2 separate regions of the Sus scrofa genome follow, and region 1 is linked to region 2. The links are chromatin contacts, called in public promoter capture Hi-C maps. All regions are on one chromosome and are shown on one strand. Each heading gives the region's core, a stretch centred on a gene start, on an enhancer-like site or on the middle of the called end of the contact. The rest is flanking DNA. Distances are from core to core; before and after follow the strand shown.

Region 1 (4,296 bases), core at 1,615-4,114, 42 kb after region 2:
GTCAACTATATGTCAAAAGAAAATTTTTTAAGTGGCAAGATATTTCATAAGGTAAAACTTTAAAACTTTCAGTGAAAAGTTTAAAAAAGCAAGGTTAATGAGCAAGCACAATAAAGGGTTTATAATCCTAACATAACAAAGTATTTTAAAATAATAACGAAGAGATCAACCACCCAATTAAAAAAAGACAAATGATACAAACAGGCAAGTCACAGAAAAATAAATAAATATAATGCATGAAAAGATGTTTAATTTCAGTAGCAATCAGGAAAATATAAATCACAATATTGAGGCTATCTTCCTGCCTCAAGAGATTATCAAAAAGATTCTTAGAAGACTATGGGAAATGGAGTACATTCATACACTACTGATGGAGCGGGTAAAATGGTACCAACTTGAAGACAACTTGACAACAGCCACCACAACTTTAAATACATATAGCTTTCACCACCTTATTTCCACTTCTAGAGGAATCACGCCTTCAGAAATATTGGTTTAAGCACACCAAGAGGCGTCTGTAGTAAAAAAGAACATATAAGCCAAATGCCCATCAATACAAAAACAGCTAATCAATAAATGGTGGACCCATACTAACTCTCACCTATTACCACAGAAGAGACTGCCAGGACCTACTCTTCTTTTTTACTGTTTTTGTCTTTTTAGGGCTGCACCCATGGCATATATGGAAGCTCCCAGGCTAGGGGCTGAATCGGAGCTGCAGCTGCTGGCCTACACCACAACCACAGCAACTCAGGATCCGAGCCATGTCTGCGACCTACACCACAGCTCATGTCAACAACGGATCCTTAACCCACTGAGTGAGGCCTGGGATCGAACCTGCATCCTCACGGATGTTAGTCAGATTCATTTCCGCTGCACCACAACAGGAACTCCATGCCAAGACCTAATCCTACGTGAACAAAGCCAACTAAGGAATACGTGATTCCACCTTAAACCGTAAAAGGCCACACAGCTGTAAATGTGCAACTTACGTTTGCCAACAGGGTGCAAAGGGATTCAGAGAGAAAAGTTTTCACTTTCATTCACTCCTCAAATATTTGTTGAACATGCCAGGAACTTGGAATACAAGGAAGGTAAAACATGCAGCATTCCTGTCCTCAAGGGGCTTACAGACTACTTAACATAGTCTTGTTAAGAAGAGACGTTTTAAAAAAGGAAATAACCAAATAAAATTACAAACTGCCATAAATGTTCTGAAGAAACTAGGGTGCCACCGAACCAAGGAGAGGGAGGCACGAAAGGAAGAGATAGACACACGTGGGACAGAAGATCGGCCTGGCAAGGAGCTTGAAGGAGACCAGAGGGAGGGCAGGCTGACCAACAGCCTGGGGAGGCGGGGGGCCGAGCCTGCAGAACTCACGCGCCTCGGTGCCTCGAGTCTGCCTTTAGACTAAGAGCGATGGGAAACCAGGCACTAGGGAAAAATCACAAAGGATCAAGCCTACCTAACCCCCTAAAATAGCAATTCCCAAACTTTCTGGACTCAGATTTACTGAGGCCGCCAAAAAGCTTCTGTTTCTGTGGACTGCATTCACTGACATTTGCTTCCTTCGAAAGTAAAAATGAGAAACATGAAAACATAAGAACACATTCCCTCACCCGTCTACACGACAAAGCGTTCACGTGTCACACAGCCTCGGGAAAACTCCTCGATGCTCAGAGGGGTGAAACATGCAAATAACCTTAGCATTAATGAAACCAGTCCTGACCCAGGAGTTTCCAGACTATACTGTGACAAGGATACAAAACCACGACTTTGACCGCCAGAAAGCAACCAACTAAGAAAAGAACACATCTTTTCAAACTTTAACTGGAAAGCTTCAGCTCTAACACGCAAAAGTCATCTGACCAAAAAATAAATAAATAAATAAAAAGTCTACACCAAATCGTACTGCCAGGAGCGACATTGCTGCGTTTGGTCTCATTTTGCCAAAGCAGCGTCTCAAAGTCCTAGGCAGGACTATGGCAACGTGCTCATAAGCAAGCATCACTAAAAAAAAAAAAAAAATACACAAAAGGATGGTTACACGTCTCAATAACGAAAACAACCTCAAATGCTGTCGCGGTTCATACTTTCATCATCTAAGGGGCTCCTTCATCAAAGTTTTCGAACAGTCATACAAGTCACTTTCAAGTGGGTTTTTTTTCCCATTATTAAAAAAAAAAAAAAAAAAAAAAGCCCTCCATCCACAAAATGGGGTTCCAACCAAAAAGTGATTTTACCTGAAATGTGTTTTCACTAAGTACCCTCTCGAACTCATCTACGCTTGGACAACGAAGGAAACACCCAAAGGCACTGCACCGGTATCTAAACCTCTTCGGTCCGGTTCCCACGTCTGCAAGGTGCTGATAACCCAGCACTAGTGGGCTCGTACCCCACGACTGAGGAGCTCCCAGAGCACGAGAGCAGCTCGCGGAGACCGCTCTCTCAGAACCCGTCCTCGGTCTGGCCCGGTTGCGGCACCGGCCTGGAAACCTCCCGGAACCGTCGGGACCACCCTCCCGGGGCCACAGCTGCCCCCCACCCAGGCCGGCGCCCCGCCTCCGGTGGGCCTGGCGCTTGGCGACGCCAGGGCGGCGGGCACGCCGAGGCCCGACCCCCGCCCGCCTCTCAGGGGACCAGACCCCCGACGGCCAGGAGCGGCCCCCGGAACCCCCACCGCCACAGCCGCCTCCCGCGCGGCGCCGCCTCCCTTACCTCCGGCGCCGGCTCCTCCGCCCGCTCCCAGGGCGGTCGCCATGGTGTGCACTGGGCCCGGCCTTCAGCCTCGCCCCACCAAGCCAGCCGGGGCCCGGGGACGCGCAGGGAGGACGGGGGGCGGCGGGCCGGGGCGGCGGGCCGGGCCGGGGGCGCGGGGGGCGGCGCGGCCGGCGGGTCGCGGGCCCCTCCGGCCTGCTCCTCCGCAGGAAGAAAACAACAAACTATCGCAACATGGCCGCCGGCTCGGCCCGCCGCCGAGGTGCACGCCGGGATGATGGCGGCCGGGAGGCACCGGCGCGGGGCCTCCCCTGCAGGCCGCGGCGGCTCCGAGCCGCCTCCGAGGGACGCAGGCCGAGGGCGGAAGGCAAACACACCAGCGGCCGCCTCGTTCCGCTCCAGAAACCCCAATGTTTGAAGGGGGCGGGGGCGGCGGCCCGCCGTAGTTCGGCCCCGGGCTCTGTCGTGAGTCGCTTTGCAGCAGTTGGCGCCGAGCTTTACGGCCGGCGGAGGTCCCGTTGGAAGAGTGAGGGAGGAGATCCCGCGCCCGGTAATGGGGCCGGAGCTTGCTTTCTGTGTCTGGACTGTGCGGCGCGCGGCGGGGGGCGGAGTAAACTGCGCTGCGGGCTGACAGCGGGGACGAGCACGCCGTGGGGGTGGTGCCGGGCATGCGCACTGGGGGGTCTGCGGCGGAGGCAGGTGCGCTGAGCGGGTGCGGCCGGAACGGCCGCCGTAGCGACATGTGCGCGAGAGGTAGCGTTTGAGCCGCAAGACTTGTCCACAGCGGGATGCTAACAAGTGACCTTAAGGGAAGGGTCCTGGGAGATAAGAGTTGTAGAAGGCTGAGGGATGCTTGGGATCAGGCATCCGAAGGCGACTTCTGACTTGTTGGCAGTTGGGGACGGGGAAGACCGGTGCGGATGTAATGAGGCCTTTAAGAACACGCAAGCTGCAAAGGTTGCTTCAGTAACAATGAATGTAGGGCTTATGGGGAAAGGAAAGGGTGGAAAGAGAAGGCTGAGCAAAGACCTTGGCTCGGAGGTGTCAAAGGACTTCTTAGGATTCCAGAATTGCAAGTGGCACAGGGGAGCGCTGCACTGTTAGTGGAAAAGAATAATTTCAGGTGGAAAAGCCTCTGAAACACCTTAACTGAAGGAAGTAAAAATTTTCAGGAATGGGGTAAATCTGAATTGTGTGCCACCGGAAAGGATGCAGTAAGAAGAAACAGCATCGCTTCTGTGATAAAATCCTGTCACAGATACCTCACTGAGTCTAATCTCGAAAAAGTAAGGACCAAAAAAATGGGGGACATACCACAAAACAGTTGGCCTTTAATCTTCGAGTGTCAAAATTATGAAAGCCAAACCAGAGGACGTGTTTCAGACTGAAGAAGAAAAGGCATGACCGGAGTTCCTGTCGTGGGACATCGAAAAGGAAACTGACTAGGAACCATGAGGTTTTGGGTTCGATCCCTGGCCGGATTAAGGATCTGGTGTTGCCATGAGCTGTGGTGTAGGTCGCAGATGCAGCTCGGATCTGGCGTTGCTGTGGCTCTGGCGTAGGCTAGCAGCTACAGC
Region 2 (4,258 bases), core at 1,268-3,767:
TTGGGTCACTGCACTGCACACAGCCAAGATGCCCCAGCTGAGGACAGGACTGCACAAGCGGGGCACCGAGGATGCGGGCCCCGTGAGGAGCTGGCTGCAGACAGGGGAGCCCGCCATTCATAACGGTGTCTATGAAGTGGGTTCCCAGCCTTAGAACTTGCAGCCATCCCAGTTATTATGACGTGACACATGAGGCCGCCCAATGTACAGACCAAGCCGCAGCCCAACTGCAAGGACGCAGGAAAGTGATGGTACGTGCCCCCGCCCCAGATGCCCTCTGACAAGCTGCTGCCCGCTGCCCTCGGGTGTTCAGCCGGGGCGCCATCTTCCTCTGCTCAGCCCAGCGCAGCCCAAGACGGAGGCGCCTGTTCCGGGAAGCTTGCTCTCCCACAGCATCGCTCACGCCTGCTGAAGGGGCCTTTCGGTTTCTCCCATCTCCCTGCTTTGAGACCTTTGCTTCATCTCCTTTTACCCAAGCCAACTGCGCAGACCTGCTTTCTTAGAAACCTACGCTCTACTAGCTCAGACCAACTGGCAACTTTATACCATAACCTGAGAAAAGTCTGGGGTCATCCTGAGCCAAGAGGTGGAGAAGGAAGAAAGGGGAGGGGAGGAGATGGAGACTCCAGATCCATCGCTCCATAACCTCAGTTAGCAAAGCAGACGCTAAGACCGGCCCACTGCTGTTAACCTGGGCATCTTGGCAGCTTAGTGCCCTCACAGAGATTTCGTAATCTGCCGCCTAAATACGCAGGTTCATGTTTTCAACTGAAAACAGCCACAAATAACGGTTTTCATAAAGGTAGTAACTAATGAAGAAAAGAATCTTTAAAAAAAGAAATGTTTTCTTGATTTTTTTATTTAGACCAAGACCAGAGAACAGGTACAACCCTCCGTCCTTGTACCTTCCACCCTCCCCCCCGGAATATGGAACATCCTAGTGGTCCTCCGAGTATGGGTTCCACAGGAGCAGGAACAGCGTCACCTGGGAACTCATCAGACACGCAACTTTCCTGAGCCCCACCCTAAACCCACTCCATCAGAGGAGCCGAGGGTGGGTCCCGAAATACGTTTTAACAAGCCTTCTGGGTGATTCTGCTGCTCAAATTTGAGAGCCACCGCTTCCTTCTCTGCAACGGGCACCAGAGAGACCCGTAGAAGAGCGGGAAGTAGGGTCAATACTGCAAGAGGCTCACTGACTAGCAACAGCCTGCTGTCCGTCTTTAAAAGGAATGATGTGCCGCTGATCATGTCTACAAACAAGTCACCTTGTCTCAGTAAACACTGAGGAGAATGGCACATGGAAAAAGAATACACAGAAGAGAAGGTTATAATGACCCTAAGAGGTCCAAAATAGGCCCAGGCAACCTGGAGAGTCTTGGGAAGGGTAAAATGGCCCTGCCCTACCCCACACCCCCTTCCAGAGCCAGCAGGAACCACTGGGTACGCATGATAGCAGGTCTAGGCCACAGGCTCCAATGGAAAAACTATTTTTAAAAAAATCAAATATTTTATTCAAACATCTTTTAATCCAGAAGGAAGCCATTTTTATAGAATGGTTTTTACAGCACCACAACACAGCTCCAACCTCACAGGACCATCCACTCTCTGGACGCCACAAACAATACTCCGTAAGTCAGCTTTTTTTTTAAGTATTTGATTAACTGTAACAGTACTATGGAGGAAGGTGAAATGCGAATGAACTTGAATGGGAGGAAGCTGAAATGGGATGGGAGACAGGCAAAAGAAGTTACCCAAAGTTTCTGGAATGTTCCTTCTCTCTCTAGTTACATCTGAGAGCCTAATAATTGTTCCTTCTTTCCTTTCAGTTTTGAAACGTAATCGTCCCGATTCTTCATCATCCTCGTCTTCTTCATCGGACTCTTCTTTTACGTCCTTCTGCAGCTCCAAAGTTTCCATGCTTCCCTAAATTGCAGACACACAAAAAACAAAGGGAAAGTGAGTTCACTTCAATACTGAAGAATGGTTGCATATACAGACATAAAAACTCTTTCTATTTAAAATGTAAAAGTGCTGCAAAATGTCCTCTTTATAAAGCCGTGTGAAACAGTACACTGATTCCAGGAGAAAATCAAACATTAACAATTAACACTGTTCCAGGAGTTCCCTGGTGTTCCAGGGGGACGCTTCCACATGGTGACCCAGGGTCAAGCCCTGGTCTGGGAACTGGGATCCCACATTAAGCCGCTCCACTCCACAGTCAGAATAAACAAATAAATAAAAGTTTTTTAAAAAAAAAAAAAAAAAAAGAAAAGAAAAGAAAAAGGAAATGTTAGAAAAAATTCAAAGTCCTACTCCTAGTTTGACCAAGTCTTATACCTTGTTGCTACTTACACTTCTAAGAGAACAAACGTGAGTTCCAAAAATCCCTGCTGGCCTCAAATCTACCCCAGATCTAGCAAAGTTCAATGTATTAACTGAACTAACACTAGAGTTGCACGAGCTTAGTAGCACATAACCTGCCTTGAAACTAACACCAGATGACAACCCTCCTCCCGTTTCAGAGGCGCTGCATTTCCTCTACTTCCTGACCCCGCCTACGTGGATTCCAGTGCCAGGCAAGCACTCATCTGCTGTTGGGTTGACGGAGTTTCTTTTCGGCCTCCAAAATCTTCCCTGTATCAGACCTCATCCCTTTCTACTTCATCCCACTGACTAGTGTTCACTCACTACCACCTCGAGCTCAGACTATTACGACTGCAAAACTATGTTTTTTCTCCGTTCACCTCACACTAAACCAGATTTATTTTCTATTTCATTGTAGCAGGATTCCTATAAGAATTTTGCCTAATCTAGACCCAAACCAAAAGTAATTTTTTCAACAATTGCATGTTTCTTTTTTAAAAAAATTTTATTGGAGTACAGACGACTTACGATGTTGTATTACTTTCACTCATGTTCCTTTTAACACTAACTTCCACCTCACAGAAGGTTTTGGTGAGCTGTTAGGTAATAAATAGGTACCTACTGACTACTAGGTTCATTAAATACTTTTTGTAAACTTAAAAAAAAAAAAAATGGGAGTTTCCCATTGTGGCGCAGCAAAAAACCGACTAGCATCCATGAGGATGCAGGTTCGATCCTTGGCCTCACTCAGTGGGTTAAGGATCTAACCCTGCCATGAGCTGTGGTGAAGGTCACAGATGCAGCTTGGATCTGGCATTGCTGTGACGTGGGCCGGCAGCTGTAGCTCCGATTCCACCCCTAGCCTGGGAACCTCCATATGCCTCAGCTGCAGCCCCCCCAAAAAACAGAAATGGCTCCTTTATTCTCTTCATTCATAATTTTTAAATATCCTTTACTCTTTTTTTTTTTTTTTTGGTCTTTTTGCTATTTCTTGGGCTGCTCCCGCGGCATATGGAGGTTTCCAGGCTAGGGATCAAATCGGAGCTGTAGCCACCGGCCTACACCAGAGCCACAGCAACGTGGGATCCGAGCCGCGTCTGCAACCTACACCACAGCTCACGGCAACGCTGGATCGTTAACCCACTGAGCAAGGGCAGGGACTGAACCCGCCACCTCATGGTTCCTAGTCAGATTCGTTAACCACTGCGCCACGACGGGAACTCCAATATCCTTTATTCTTAAGAGAAACATGAGTTTCTAACTTCATTAGAAAATGTGCAAGAGAAAAATTAAAATAAGCTGATACAATCATTTTGTATTCTTCACCATTTTCTGTGTAAAAAATGCACACACGCATTGCTAGAAATCCTAAAGCAGAGACATATCTTCAGGAGGTCGAATGCCTGAAAATCAAATGATAAATGTAAACTGCAACTTTTAGCCAATGACTGCAAAAACACCCTTCAGCATTCTGACATGCAGCATACTTAAGAATTTTAAAATGCCAAAACACTGGCATTTTGTTGGTTCGATACCGTTATTTCAGTCATACTGAATATCTGAAACCAAGAACAAGTGACATGTGAGACAGACTCAGCTTGTTTCTACTGCACTCCACTCCAACTGAGCAAAAGTAAAGTTTACTTTTTGTAAACTTTAAAAAAAAAAAAAAATGGGAGTTTCCATTGTGGCACAGCAGAAAAAAATCCGACTAGCATCCATGAGGATGCGGGTTCGATCCTGGCCTCACTCAGTGGGTTAAGGATCCAACCCTGCCGTGAGCTGTGGTGTAATGGCATTTTGTTGGTTCAATACCGTTATTTCAGTCATACTGAATATGAAAATATCATATTCATTTAGAAAATATCCTTCTCCACTTCCATTAAGGCTC

What was found. Promoter capture Hi-C pulls out the DNA fragments that hold promoters and counts their contacts.
Region 1: a promoter capture Hi-C map of liver shows a contact between it and region 2, with 2.5 times the contacts expected there. The contact joins the promoter of RBM33 here to the enhancer-like site in region 2. A contact is called at or near these places in 2 of 5 promoter capture datasets (fetal liver and liver), 8 of 47 Hi-C or Micro-C datasets (blood, embryonic fibroblasts, liver and 2 more) and 2 of 2 datasets of contacts at active chromatin or transcription factors (alveolar macrophages and skeletal muscle).

The regions. Positions count from the first base shown.
Region 1 is chr18:2,673,340-2,677,635 of Sscrofa11.1, forward strand. It overlaps RBM33 (RNA-binding protein 33), which reads right to left and starts at 2,865. Exons shown (of 20, transcript XM_021079037.1): 1 at 2,720-2,865. The coding sequence starts at 2,762.
Region 2 is chr18:2,631,339-2,635,596 of Sscrofa11.1, forward strand. It overlaps RBM33 (RNA-binding protein 33), which reads right to left. Exons shown (of 20, transcript XM_021079037.1): 6 at 1,755-1,926. Among named protein-coding and RNA genes, the nearest start is that of RBM33, 43 kb to the right of the region's middle. Within about 2 kb of position 2,518, at least 2 of the 83 cell types and tissues checked have an H3K27ac peak or open chromatin away from gene starts, as enhancers often do. A contact at or near this core is called in liver, where this site is marked.